Regions from separate parts of the Hordeum vulgare genome. Here region 1 is linked to region 2. The links are chromatin contacts, called in public Hi-C maps. All regions are on one chromosome and are shown on one strand. Each heading gives the region's core, a stretch centred on a gene start, on an enhancer-like site or on the middle of the called end of the contact. The rest is flanking DNA. Distances are from core to core; before and after follow the strand shown. Region 1 has its middle 52 kb from the start of LOC123440479. Region 2 holds the start of LOC123440478 (RING-H2 finger protein ATL73-like).

Region 1 (7,639 bases), core at 2,329-4,828, 290 kb after region 2:
TCGGATATGAGCCAAGAAACTCGCGACTTCACCTCCCTCGCCTAGCCCGACAGAAAAAGTTGCCGCTCTACGCTGGCGCGTGCTTCACCAACTCACCGCTCCAAGCCAACTCTTGGAGGAGTTACGGGTTGCTCCACACACACACAAAGGAGCATGACGCAACGGGGCATCGTGACTGCCATGGACGAGGCGAGACGTTGTGCCATGTGCCGTCAACATTGGCGGATGCGCTCGGTCGATGGGGAAAGAAATCGGGCACGCAAAGATCGACAAAACGGTGGATGTTCGATGTTGCTGATCCATTGGTTTTTCCTTTCAAGTGTAAAGGGTGATATAGCACAGCGACGGCAAGAATTCCCTTAGTTTGGAACCAAGGTATCGAGCCAGTAGGAAGATCCACAAGACCATGTAAGCAGTACCTGCACATAAACAACAAATCCTCGCAACAAAACGCATGTAGTGGTTGTTAATCCCTCGTGGGTAAGATAAAATGGTAAAATAGATAGATTGATAGATGCAAATAAAGTAACGGCAAATAAAATGCAGAAAGGTGTTTTAGGGTTTTTGATAATATAGATCCAAAAATAAAAGAGAAAATAAATTGGAAACGTGAATAGAAAAATAGATAGATGATGAGAATTAGACCAGGGCGGCGTAGGTTTCACTAGTGGCTTCTCCCAAGAAAATAGCATACGGTGGGTAAACAAATTACTATTGGAAAATTAATAGAAGAACGAATAATTATGACGATATCCAAGACAATGATCATGTATATAGGCATCACGTCCAAGACAAGTAGACTGACTCCTGTCTGCATCTACTACTATTACTCCACACATCGACCGCTATCCAGCATGCATCTAGTGTATTAAGTTCATGAAAAAATGGAGTGACGCTTTAAGAATGATGACATGATGTAGACAAGATCTATTCATGTAGGAATAGACCCCATCGTTTTATCCTTAATAGCAACGATACATGCGTGTCATGTCTCCTTCTGTCACTGAGATTGAACACCGCAAGATCGAATCCATCACAAAGCACCTCTTTCCATTGCAAGATGAAAAGATCAAGTTGCCCAAACAAAACCCAAATATGGAAGAAGAAATACGAGACAATAATAATCAAGTATGGATATAATTTCATAGATCTGATCATAAACTCATATTTCATCGGATCCCAACAAACACACCACGAGAGAAAGAGTTACATCAAATAGATTTTCAAGAGTCCATTGTATTGAGAAGCAAAATGAGATACAAAGCCATCTAGCTATTACCTACGGACCCGTAGGTCTGATATGAACTACTCACGCATCATCGGAGGAGCACTAATGAGGATGATAAACCCCTCCGTGATCGGGTTCCCCTCCGACAAGGTGCCGGAAAGGGATCTAGATTGGACCTCGTGGCTTCTGGAACTTGCGACGGCTGAAACGATTTTTCGCCGACTCCTCTAGGGTTTCTGGAATATCTGGGTATTTATGGAGTCAAGAGACGGTGGAGGAGGTGCCCGAGGCCCCCACTACCCACCAGGGCGCGCGAGGGGCCCAAGGCGTGCCCTGGTGCCTAGTGGGCCACCCTGGCCTCCCCTGGTGAGCTTCCTTGGTTCTCACTTTTCCTTCTGGTTCAAACAAATCTCCCAAAAGTTTTGTAGCATTTGGACTTCATCTGATATTGATTTTCTGTGACGGAAAAAAACAAGTAAAAAATAGCAATTGGCACCGGGCACTATGTCAATAGGTTAGTTCCAAAAATTATATAAAGTTGCTATAAAATAATTGTAAAACATTCAAGAATGATAATATAACAACATGGAACAATCAAAAATTATAGATACGTTGAAGATGTATCATTGGGTAGCACGTCCACATCCGCTGCCAACATTGAGGGAAAGTAAAACATGGGAGACATGTGTCGCTTTGGTCCGAGGAAGGCTACTGTCGACGCGTCGCCGGCGTGCGCAGCCGGTGACTTGCTCGGCTCAACGCAAAGCATCGTGGAACCACACATCGGCTTCATGGAAACAAAGTAGGCACGCTTCCTCTTCAGGTGAAGCACCCCCTTTCCCACTTCAATGAGCGGCGCAGCTGGACATAGGGAAGATACAAGGGAAGAATATGTCTCTGGGGCCCTCGCGGTTTGATGAGAGGGCTGCCGGACATGGAAAAGACAAAGGGATCAACTGTGGCTGACCGTAGACTAGTATATTGTATCTATGTCATAGGAGTGGGGTTTTACGCGGCCAGACGTGCACATAATTTTATGTTTTTTAGTTAAAATATATTTAAAATGTAAATATTTTCGTTCGGTTTATATGAAACCCATTTTGTATGCAAGAATTTCGTTTGGTTAATTTAGTTAGTTGTTGATTGGTTGGCGGTGTATCCATGGAAAAATGCCAAAGAAAATTTATAAGTCATCGTTGAAGATGACGTAATTAGCATACTAGCCGCACAGAGAGCTTCCATAGAAATCTCTGCCAGCTTATAAAAAGGGTGCACTTGCGTGCTGCACAAATTGAAGATGGAGGAAGAAAAAACTTTTTGGATGAAAGAACTGTACGTAATGTACGTACTTAGTCCTAGAGCTGCATTGACCAGGGCAGATCGAATACACAAGCCGGCCCAAGGAGCGCACTGATCACCGCGCTGCGCTGCCCGTGCGTGCAATATTCTGCAGGGTCAACGGCTGAGCCTCGCGACGGGTCCGGCGGCCATGGATCGCGTGAGAGGCTCGTCGGTCGATATACTCGGCTACATGCACGCCCGCCCCTCGTTGCGTCGTCTCTGTCCAAGACACAGCATGGATGCAATGATCAACCTTGGGATCAGGCCACCGAATTCAGGGGGCCTCCGGCCGCCGGACCGATGCGCGCACCCCGCGCACATGGTCCCTCGATGCTCGCACCGTAGGCTGGCCCATGATCCGAGGAGCGCGATCGATGATGCTTCGATCCGGTGCTCATCGTCACGTACCGGCCGGTGCTGCAAGTCAGAAGAATTCCGCTCGAACGCCGCACACAAATCGCTGCGTTCGTCCTCCGTGCGTGCGTGCAAGCCTGTCGTTAGTTACGTGGGTTAGTTTAGGTTAATCACGATTCCCGTGGGGGCTCGCTGCTCGCATCTGAACTTCTGAATTAGAATTTGGGTGTAAGCTTGCACCTTCCAGTCAAATACTATTTTTGTGTGAGATTGCAACTTCCGGTGAAAGGAATTGTGCAAAGTTATTATCATCTGTCGCAGCAGTTTATCAAGTTTTCAGTGCAGTAAAGGTCACAGCATGCATAAGCTTGTTTATGTTCATCCCAGTGCCTTGGACAAATTTCTCGTCAGACAAAATATGCATGATATATGGTGGTCGACGAACTAAGAATGAGTTTTGAGTTGATGCCTCTTGTTACTAGGAGTGTTTACTAGTTTAGTTCATATTGCACCTGCAGTCAACCCTGCCCTTTTCAACTCCGAGAATGAGTATGAATTGATACCTCGGCAAGAGTAGCCACGGGCACGATCGATGCACGCCTTCCAAAATGGCATCGATCGAGACGCAGCCATTGCTGGTCCACACGTATACACGGAGCCTTATCCTTTCGCAGCACGGCAAACTGTAATGACACCATACACCTCTCATTGCGAATACATTATAGTAGTATGCATCTTGAAAAGTTGACTAAACCCATGAATCCATGATCATAAGAGCAACTCCAACTGACCCATTTCGTCCGCTACGATCTTTTTGCATCACCGCACACAAAAGTAAAGGCCTAATACGTCGATCCATTTCTAAAACGCATTCGTTATTCATTCATGATGACTCATTTCGGGTTTAAATTTAAAGTTAAAATGCGTCGGTGCGGATGATGCGGGCCTTCTCATGTCCACGCCCGTCAACATGTGACACCCGGTCAAAACCATCATCGTCTTATTAATGACGACCATCTACCACGGATCCACGCGTCACCCATCCCCGGACGTCTTTTTTTAATTCGAACGTGAAAGGGGGAGGGGGTCATCCTCTTCCAGAATTTCAGAATACAAAACAAATCACTCGTCCGTTTTTATCGCGCAATTGGAGTTGCTCTAAACAACTCCCTAGGTATTTTGCCTTGCCTATAATCGGCCGGGAGACACGGTAAATAATACGTAGGATCAGAACATAGCACAACAATTTCAGTAAGTACGCAGTAGTATCGATGACTACCTTCGCCAACAGAAAAGTAGTGTCCATGAAGATATTGTTGGATCAATCGATGTTACTTTGCATGATTTCAGTTAGTTTGGATGGTTTGCTTGCTAGGATAGCTCACCTTCGAGTGATCTATAAGGCTGTCTTTGACCGGCTGGATTCGATTAATAGTCGGTCCTTCGTTGCCGACAATTTGAAGACCGAGATCAGTTGGGCCTTTAGCCCCCTGTAGCTGCGTGAGAAAAACAGAATGAGGGCTGATTTGCGGCTTCACATATATCTCAACTACTAAAACTGCTAGTATAATGGCATGCGTTGTTACGGATCATGTATATATTTGGCCCAATTGCAGACATAATCATAGTGCATGTCAAAATTTGCATGCATAAAAGTTATATCATGTACTCTAATGATCCAAGTAATTGTCTCTTACAAACTAAGATCTATTTGATGTGTTTAAGATATTTTTATACAATGTGAAGAATATTGTCTTGAGCTTCATTGCATCACACAATGTGAGCCGCACCCTCATTTTGGTGAGTTGTAAATTATAGGCTATCTATAGATCATTTGATTGGTGTTTTTTTCTAGAAATGACTTGTTATGTTATGTGGCATTGATGTCAACATATAGAAGCTTCTCATTTCTACTTTTCTTATGGGAAAAAACCAGCCATTCCTTTCACTCATGCACCACTCAACCGTCTTCTACTCTGCCCGCACAACCAACCAGCCATCGATTTTCGCTGCATCTCATCTCCCTGCCACAATGTTGTCCTCGCCATCTCTCCCACGCACTTCCCCTCCATGCCATGGCGTAGCTCGCGCACTCGTTTCCCCACCACCTCCCCTCTCATTCATGGTGTCGCCAGCCCCCTCCTCTCCCTGCCACTATATGGCCTGCCTCCTTCTCCTCCTAACAACTTCTCGCGCCGCCACCTCGGCACCGAGAGCTTGCCCACTGGTCTAGAAACATGGGTAGCTAGATCCACCAGGAAGGTGCAAAAGGGACCACAAACCTCGATTAGTTCTAGCCATAGAGCTGACCCGTTCATATGTGGGTTCGACAACCTGATGCACAGTGGTGTGGCACTACGAATTGGGATATACCTTCATGTTCGAGGCTGCTCACCCGAGGCCGATTTCCAATGTGAAAGTGCATGTAGTTCCCATGTGTGGTTTTGGTAATTGATGACAATCCTAATGAACTAATGTTTTCATTGAGTTATACATTTGAAGGAATGTTCTATTTGCAATGCATGAAGAATGAACAATATTGGATGAACTGAAGTATGTTTGTTCCATGAAGATGCAAGAAGGAGCTCGAATGAATTCTAAATGAATGCCATATACATATTGGTGTGCATGCACCAAGGATGAGCTCAATGATTGAATCAAATATGATACGATCAAGATGAATTCCATGTGATGAACAAGATGTGATCTATGTGGAGTTCATCGAGGATCTCACACATTCTCATGCTTTGGCTTATGGTTTCAACCATGATGGATCGAGATCTTGAGAGAATAATTAAAGAGAATAATTCTACATATGTCGACTTGGAAATAGGATCATGATGAGCTCATATGTTGAGTCATGGATGATTATGTCTTCAATCAAATAATTCAAGAGAAGAATTCATTATGCCTCTCAAGATATTATGGTGTATCATGAAGACGAGCAAGTTATAGACAATATGAGATTCATGGAAAAACTTGATATGGTCATGGTGAATTGAGATATTGGTAATCATTTCTTAAAGCAATGAAGCCTAATAAGAAATAAATAGGGCCTTCAAAACATCAATATTAATCATGGATCAAAGATAAATGTTGACCAAGATGAAGATCAAAGAGTTAACTCAAAGTTGGTCATCACACAAGCGCAAATGATGTACCACATGAGATCTTGTGGTATGGTAAGTAATTGTCAATTGCACTTTGTGTACTAACTCGTACTATGTGCTCTCTATGTCTGTGAGGGTTAGGTAATTCTCACAGGCTAGCATCAAGAGAGATATTCCAAGTGTCCATGAGAGGGTGACATCAAGTGTTCATGATCATGTTTGACAGGGGCAAGTTCAAAATAACCACCCCTAAGGATTACATGCTTGAACCTTGTGGATGTTCACATGATGGACAAGTGAAGATGAATCCAAAGCAAGGCTTTCCACATTTCATATGGGAGAGCTACTTGAAGACTTCATCAATGTCTTTCCTTCACCTTGATCCAAGAAGAAACAATAACATCAAGCTCAAGTGAAAGGCTCGACTCAAAGGTATTAGTTCCTTTAACGCTATTGGTGTGGAGTGATGACCGCCGAATAAACATATACACTCAAGAATGGATTATTGGTAGCTATGTGGTGTAGCTCTTTTATGATTCTTAAGTTTTAGGGATCCCGCACTATTAAGAGGGGATCAAAGGGTTTTGTAATGAACTTGCTCAAGTCAACATCTTCTATACACAATTCCACTCCTATCATATATCCCAAAGCAAAACTGTTAGCCAAAAAGGGTTTCCCAAATTCTATACTCAAACCTTTGCATTCATTGCATCATCCATTTTGTTTAATATTGGGTGGTTCTCTATGTGAAGACCTGGAGCTTTTCAATAGCTACAAAACGAGCATAAGCTCATCAAAATCGGAGTTTGTATGTAAAAGTTACGCATATTATACTATTGGTATGCTCGTTGTTTATTGGGGGGCCGGAAGTTCTGGGAAGGTTCCGGGAAAAGTTCCGGGGTAAACAGGAAGTTTGCAAAAATCTGACCCAAAGGGATCCCGGAAGTTACGGGCCTCCCAGAAGTTCCGGGGGCGAGAAGTTTCGGGCCTCCCGGAAGTTCCAGGGGCCAGAAGTTCAGGACAGGTTCCGGGCTAACCACAAACTTTACATTGTGTGCCTCAATAGGGACACGCGGAAGTTCCGGGCTACATTTTTCTGTGCATAACGGGCAGATTTGGTGGGGCAGTATATAAGGTACCCCTTCTTCCCCAACGAGATAGAGCCTTTGGATATGATATTTCCCCGTTGTTTTGAGCTCTCTCCTCCTCCCCCAAGCCTCAAAACTCCAATCCATTTGGGGGGAAACTATCCCATGGATCTAGGGTTCATTTGTTGACCTCCTCCATTGTTCCTCTCCTCTCACATCCCTCCATAGCATTAGTTGCTTTTGGTGTGATTTGAGAGAGGGGGATTTCAGCATTCTTGCCGTAAATCCCGAAGAGATTTCTGAGAGTTTTTTAGAGAGATTTCATCCAAGCATACATCCACTCCTCTCACTTTTGACCAAAGTAATTTGTGATTTGAGCAATTCTTGATCATTTCCCCTTTGATCTTGTTACTCTTGGAGGTTGGAGACTCCTAGGCGGTAGGAGTGCTTCGGTGAGGAGTCAACTTGTGATTTGTCCCCCGAAAAGTTTATGAAGGTTTGGAGGCCACCTCAAGGTC
Region 2 (7,098 bases), core at 3,205-5,704:
ATTTCGGTGGAGCTGTGAAGTCATGCCTGGCCGACAGGTGCTACGTTGAGTCATGCCTGGTTGGCAGGTGCTACGCACGACAGATCTCCCAGAGTCTTCGCATATGAACGGATGAGCGCAGGGCGGTGGCGCCGTTGGGCGCCGTGGTGGCGTCGACGGATGATTGGACTGGCAAGGATGATGCGGATCTCTTTCCTGAAGATGGGTCAGTGGTTCGAGGATGATGGTGGCTGGTAAAACGTGTGCATGAGGTGTGCGTTTTAGGTGCCCTGCAGCGGCTGTTGTTTCCGATGCGTTATGTGGATGAATTGGAAACAACACCGGTCTTAGATATGTGGAGTGAGAGCACTCCACATTATCGAGTTTGTAGGTGTGAGTGGTGGCTTTGGGTGGATTGATGTATACTCTTGTTAGACCTTTGTGAAATAGTTAATAAGATGGCTGCATGCATCGATTGATGCAGAGCCCGGGGGTTTAACCTCCTTCTCTAAAAAAAAAAGTACATAACATAAGTTGAGCTTTAGATTTGGTCCATTATCATGGTGATAATGCCTAAATTTTCATTTTTGTACCTCGTGCAATATTTTTGAATTTTGATATGAAATCTTGTGACAACATACATTCTTGTTGTATCAATGACGCAATGACCGCATTGCACAGTTAGATCCACCATACTTACAAATACTATGATACATGTGAGGTGCAAATCTGCACCATGTAACCGTGCAACTATGTTTCATCTAGGAAAAATGATCCAAAATATGCTAGCTCTGATTTTTCATTAAGCAACTCCTATCGAATTTCACAATAGTCCACAGTTTTTTAAGTTGGACTCCGTACAAAGAAGGAGTGATTAACATGGGCAATATCAAATTCGAATCATTAGATATAATGTACGATTACTTTGTTGAATGCAAGCATGTTTGCACATAACTACAAAAGTGTTTTTTTTCCCTTAGACCCCTTCAAATCAGAGTCGACTAAAAGTGTTCTTCCAATCCCTAGCTCAAATGCTTCTCTATGAACATTTTTTTTAAATATGATTATTTTCCAACAAACATTGTTCAATTTTCATCATGCGTGCAAATTCTTGTGACGAAATCACATTTGTTGAGGTCTAGGAAATAGATAACAAAATCTTCACTCAAAAATGCTTTTAAAAATAGTCTTTTTGGAGAATGGGGTTTCCCTTTTCTCTCCGAAAGCATTAGGAATATTTTTCTTAACGACAATTTGGATGCATGCAGAATATTGAACCATGTTTGTTGCCAAAAAAATAACACTTTGATTTTTTTACCGTTCCTTTTGATTTTACTGTTTACGAGGCTGCATTTTTGCCCAGAAGCAGAAACTCCATATCTGAGATCTTGTTAAGGGACTTGTTACTCTTGGAGACCACCGCCATTGTCTCAACGATCTCTTCGACTAGCTTGTGAAGCAACCGGAATTTGCTTGTGAAGTGGTTGTATAGCTTCACATGTTCATGCATAGTGGATCGAGGCAGTTCCTTAAGAGAAAAATTACTCAAGAGAGGGTCCGCCTGCGGGCACCACAACAAAATTTAGAATAGGAGGATGTTTGAACTCCTGGAAATATATTGGTTATTCATACTCCTACATAATATTAAATATTCTGCATAATTCAATTTCTTGCTAGTTTCCCTTATTTGCAAATGTTGCTCAGCACATGTTTTTTTTTTTGAAAAGGAGGTTAAACCCCCGGCCTCTGCATCAATCGATGCATGCAGCAATCTTTATTAATTATTTCACAAAGGTTTAACAAGAGTACACATCAATTCACCCAAAGCCACCATTCATACCTACAAACTCGATAATGTGGAGTGCTCTCACTCCACATATCTAAGACCGGTGTTGTCGCTAATCCATCCACATAACGTATCGGGAACAACAACCGGTGCAGCACACCTAAAACGCACACCTCACGCATACGTTTTGCAAGCCGCCATCATCATCGAACCACTGACCCATCATGTTGTTGCTCAACACATGTTGTTGGTGCAGTTCCTATCATATTTAAGGTTTGCGCTTGAACAAACTCTACTAGGTTGGTTCCGCACTAGAGTTAAGTTGTATATGTAATTGTTTTTAAAACACTAACACCCTCTCTGAGGCAACATCTAGTTCACCTAAACACATGTTGATTTTAAGATATTCATCCTCCAATTAATATAATGAAATATCGTACTGACGGAAAGGAATAATGCTGACGTAAGTTGAGCCACCACATGAAAAGGAATCGGTATTTGTCCTCTTCTTAATGTTTTATGGACTTGGAGTGACCTAAAAAACGTCATAGTAGCAAGATAGGCCAAGAGAGGATGGTGGTAGACTAGGAAGCGTCGAGTAATGTTTATTTTTTTGCTACCCCCTCTTGTTCAAAATAATTTAAATTCTATGTTTGTCCCTAGTTAAACTTCATTGGGTCCAAACATCATTTTCGTTGTTCCCCAGATATACTATCGTTAGATACTTTTTTTTTCTATCGTCTTGATCAAAATTTCAAAAGTTTATCTTGATACATTCCTAGAGCATCAATTAATTGGGAACTAAGGGAGTGGGTATGAAGTATACACTATGTATCCCGGGGAGCCTAACGTAGACGAACATGTCCGGTTGCCCTATCTTTTGTTGACATGCTCCCATAAAAGATTTCTCATGGGTTCATCCCATAAAAGAAGAGGTGTGTATGTGTTGTGTGTGTATTTCTGAACATGCGCGTGTATGCACGTGTGCGAGCATTTTTTTTTTTTTTGAGACAATGCGACGAGCATGCGTGATAACGGGTCACGGGCCGGAGGAGGTGTAAACTGTGGATGGAGTAGAATAGGGTGAGAAAAGAAAATGAGCTAATGGGCCAGGCCACTTCAAGGGATGACCACATAAACAATTGCAGTCCTCGGGCCAGATATCTTGAGTGGTTAGTGGGCCGTATTGATAATATTTTTTGGCAGATATAATTTGCTAACTTCATGTCGGAACAACGAACCTGGATAGCCGGAACGTCGTTGTCCAACAAGAATGCATAATTTGCATAAAAATATCCGTAAATTCATAAATTACTTAAGTGTATGTGAGCGTCTGCGATTGCACTGCGTTAAAAACGCACATAAATTGCACAAAAGTTTACCCATGTGTTTTCACTCGCGTCTCATTTCATCGGACCCGGGTCACTTCTACTGCCTCAACAAAATATAAAGATCACAACCACGGTATCACAGGCGACAACATAGCTGCAACAATTACAGCTGCAAAATTGTTCACTATTCATAATATTTTTTCCCAACCGTTCACTAGTACTGTACAATTTCCATGGAACGATTTCTCACACACATGCATGTAGCTAGGTTGTCTAGATCGTCTCGAGCTGTGCAGCGTCGACGTGCACCTGCACGGCCGGCGACGCCGGCGCCGGCTCCTCGGGTCGGGCCTCCGCCGCGAACGGCTCCTGCCTGCAGGTGGGGCACGTCTGCCGCGCGGAGAGCCATCGGTCAATGCACCGGACGTGGAAGCCGTGGTGGCAGCGCGGCAGCACGCGGACGCGCTCGCCCTGCTTCAGGTCGGCGAGGCAGATGGCGCACTCGGTGGAGCAGCACACGGCGAGCTCGATCTCCGCCGAGTACTCCATCGTCGGGATCGCCCGGATGGCGGCGCCCTTCCCATCCCGCTTCTTCTTGCCGCCGGCGCCAGCCCGTAGCGCGGCCATCTCCAGGCCGCTGGCCTCGGCGTCCCCGGGGTGCTCTGCCTGGCCGTAGCACACGCGCCGCGTGACGCGGCACGCGCACTGGACGAGCGCGCGGACCACGAGCGCCACGACGAGGACGCAGAGGAGCAGCGACAGGACCGAGATCACCGTCGCGTCCACGGAGCCGAAGGGGCTCGAGGGCGGCGTCGTCTGCCCGGACGGGCCGGGCGAGGCCACCGCCACCGCCGGCGTCGCCGCGGCGCGCGACAGAAGCCTCCTGGCGCTGGCATGCATGTCTCCCATGTCCATCGTAGCAACCTCTACACTGTCTCCCGTACTACCGTGCGCGTGCGTGTGTTTTTTTCGACAAGCGAGAGAGTTCTCCTGTGGCGCGGCGAGGAGCCGCTTATATAGCAGCCCAAGGGGGACAATGTGCATGGCATTTTTCTTTCAAAATATTTCGTGTCGCCATAGCGCAGTGGTGGGCCTCGTGCACGCTGCAGGCGATCGATCGATACGGGAGGAGGTGGTTCGTGGAATGTGGAGTAACCGAGTCACGTCTCACGGGGAGATAAGAAAGATGCACCTGACCTCCATCGCTAGGTGGTGATTCCGAACGGGCGGCAAAAATCCAGGGAAGCTTTTGACCATAACACTGAAAATGCTTTCGTCTACCACGCATATTAATTGGAGGCGCATCGATCGGTCAGAGCACTGAGATGCTTTCAGAGGCCACGCCTTAATTCACACGCAGAGCTACTGCTACTACTCTACCTCCGGTCATGCAAATATAGTAAATGGTATGGTTACCATGCGCGGCCATGGTTTTCGAGCAGGCAAGGCAAGTGGGGCTAGCTTTTTCTTCGTAGTCCTAGTGCAGGGCCGTTGCGTGGCGTACGTGAGTGCTACAGTGTCGTTGTCTCAAGCTGAAAAGCAACGAGTTCTCAAGCATTCTCAGGGTTCAGATTATTGCTGCAAACCACTGTGCTTTATTAGTTGTGGCAGCACATCTTTTATGCCCACAGGCACACGGGATTAGACACAAAAGCCACAACATGCCGACAGGGTTGCCTGTCCGAAACGAGTTCCGTAGGGCCAAAGCGGGGATGCAGCTCAGCTTAGCTTAGCTTAGCTTGATGAAGCTCTGGGAAAGTAGGGATTTGCCAGACCGCACTGACGCCCATCATTAGCGATTAAATCCAAGTTTTTAAAGTCCCGATCATAATCCGGCATGGCATTGGAGCCTCCACTAACCGCGACCTGCCAGCGCGCCAGGGGGTGACAAGTGGACCGGCAGGCGCCAGGGTGGCGCTGACTTGTCTATACGCGGCTGGTTCGGTGCCGGACGCCTTCGACGACGTGGCGTCCGATGTGTCTCTCTCTGTCCTTCTTGCCGGCTGCTTTCAGTTCCTGTTGGCGCCCGTCGTTGATCTCGCGTGGGAGTGGTCAGGACTCAGGAGAGATGCCATGTATGGGCTGGGCTGGGCTAAGATCGTGCGTTCATGGGCCCAATGTCACCTCACCCGAGGGAGTACATTTTAATTCTTGGTATTGATATATATGCAATTAAACTGCGGTTCTCCTACCCGTAAAAAAAAACTGCAGTTCACCTGGAAAATCCATCTGTCCACGGGATCAAAACAACGCGTCGTCCATGACAATCACACTGGAAAAGGAATAGAGCTATGAGACTATTCCGCGGGGGGGGGGGGGGGGGGGGGGGGGCACAAACCTTGCTTAAAAGGAAATCGGGTATTCGCTCTGTTAACTAGTATAAGATGTCTTACTGATTCAGATGCATATAGATGCACTTTAATGTTTTTATTCTATCAGAGCAAGTACAATAAGGTGACATAAGCAAGCTATAAAGATTAAAATTTTATATTTTTACTTAGTTGGAGGAGAAATAAAAGAAGCGGGCTCTTTGTGAGTACCCAACTGCAACACGAGATCCAAGACACTTTGTGAGATTGTAAGGTGGGTCAACTACTACTAAAGTAGTACACATCTAAAATTTACTATTATATATGTCGGCTATTAGATTGGCTCTATATGACATGATAACTCTTTATAATCGATTATTGGCTGTATTATTAACCATGCTCTCAATTCAGTTTACATGTAGTCTATATTAGAATATTAAAAACATCTTATATTTATGAACAGGGGAGTAGGTCCCAGTAAGAGATGAGACCAACGGGGATGGTGTGTCTAGGTCACATCCGCTAGGTTGAAAATTACAGGCAAGGTTTTGCTTGACTATGAAAATAAAGGTCATGTTTAGCAGCACAGAGCCACAGAGTTGCCATGCCAAAATTTTGCTGTTGACCAACATGCCATGTGTCCGTTTGAATTGCCACAAAAAAAATAGTCACAACCAACATTTTGGTTACCCATCAAGATTCTACATCCGAGTGCCGTGAGTTCGTGGTGATGAATTCCTTCGCAAATATTTTGGCACACCTGCTTGGTATGGTTAGCTTGGGCTTCATCCAAACAACCACGAAGTATCATGTTTAGGACATCCTCGATAATACGTCGTGTGAAATTTTATCAAGCTGGATTAGTAGATAAAAAAGAATGGAGATAAGTTTATTTTCCCTTGGTGAAGGTTGATCCATCTCGTTAAGAAGAAAACATAGTTGTTAAAAGGTTACCTTTTTGTAGTTAATGCACTAATTTGAATCACGTGAATGCAAGAATTTAATTGATCTGAAGACACCAAGAGAAAACTCATAATGGAATTTTGTTATCACATCTATTTTTAGGGATATTTTGTTATTGTATCTAGACAAGGTAGTAAGGGCGGACCTGCATAGTGCTGAGTGGGTGCCCAGAACCACACACAATTTATATTTTTTCAATATGTATTGCTTGTATTTTCTTTGAATTTCTTCAACTTTGTACAATAAGTGCCGGAAGCGGTAAAATGAGCTCGGGTGAACATGCAAAAAATTATGTTTTTTTGTGACATAGACAAATGTTTTGATTGCTTGCAAACTTCCATCATCGGATGACATTCGTGGAAGACATGGCAAAAAAAAAAGCTAAAATAATGATAAGCATTTCGGAGCATCGATTTCCTATACCACATCTTTCACGAATGTCATTCCATGATACATTGGTCAATCTTTGCGGAAAAAAAATGATTTATTTTTTGAATTTTACTGTTCACCTGAGCTCATGTGAGCTCGAGCTTAGAAGAGCACTTTCAAAAAAATGCCCCCACTCCACAAAATTTGTAGTTCAGCCCCAACGGGTTCTTTTTTTAGAAAAGGAGGAGTACCTCCGCCCCTTTATTTAAAAAAAGTAACAAACAATCCGCGGTTTCGCATAGTCTCGGACAAAACAAAGAGAAACATTCTCTTATATTGACCATGTTGCTCATAATATTTA

The links. A called contact is a pair of places that touch in the nucleus more often than the background predicts.
Region 1: a Hi-C map of leaf shows a contact between it and region 2, with 4 times the contacts expected there. The contact joins the enhancer-like site here to the promoter of LOC123440478 in region 2. A contact is called at or near these places in 3 of 6 Hi-C or Micro-C datasets (leaf and seedling) and 1 of 1 datasets of contacts at active chromatin or transcription factors (embryo).

The regions. Positions count from the first base shown.
Region 1 is chr3H:538,974,408-538,982,046 of MorexV3_pseudomolecules_assembly, forward strand. No RefSeq gene overlaps it. Among protein-coding and RNA genes, the nearest start is that of LOC123440479, 52 kb to the left of the region's middle. Within about 2 kb of position 3,579, at least 1 of the 3 cell types and tissues checked has open chromatin away from gene starts, as enhancers often do. A contact at or near this core is called in leaf, where this site is marked.
Region 2 is chr3H:538,687,570-538,694,667 of MorexV3_pseudomolecules_assembly, forward strand. LOC123440478 (RING-H2 finger protein ATL73-like) reads right to left here and starts at 4,455. Exons shown (of 1, transcript XM_045117043.1): 1 at 3,172-4,455. The coding sequence starts at 4,140. The coding sequence ends at 3,370.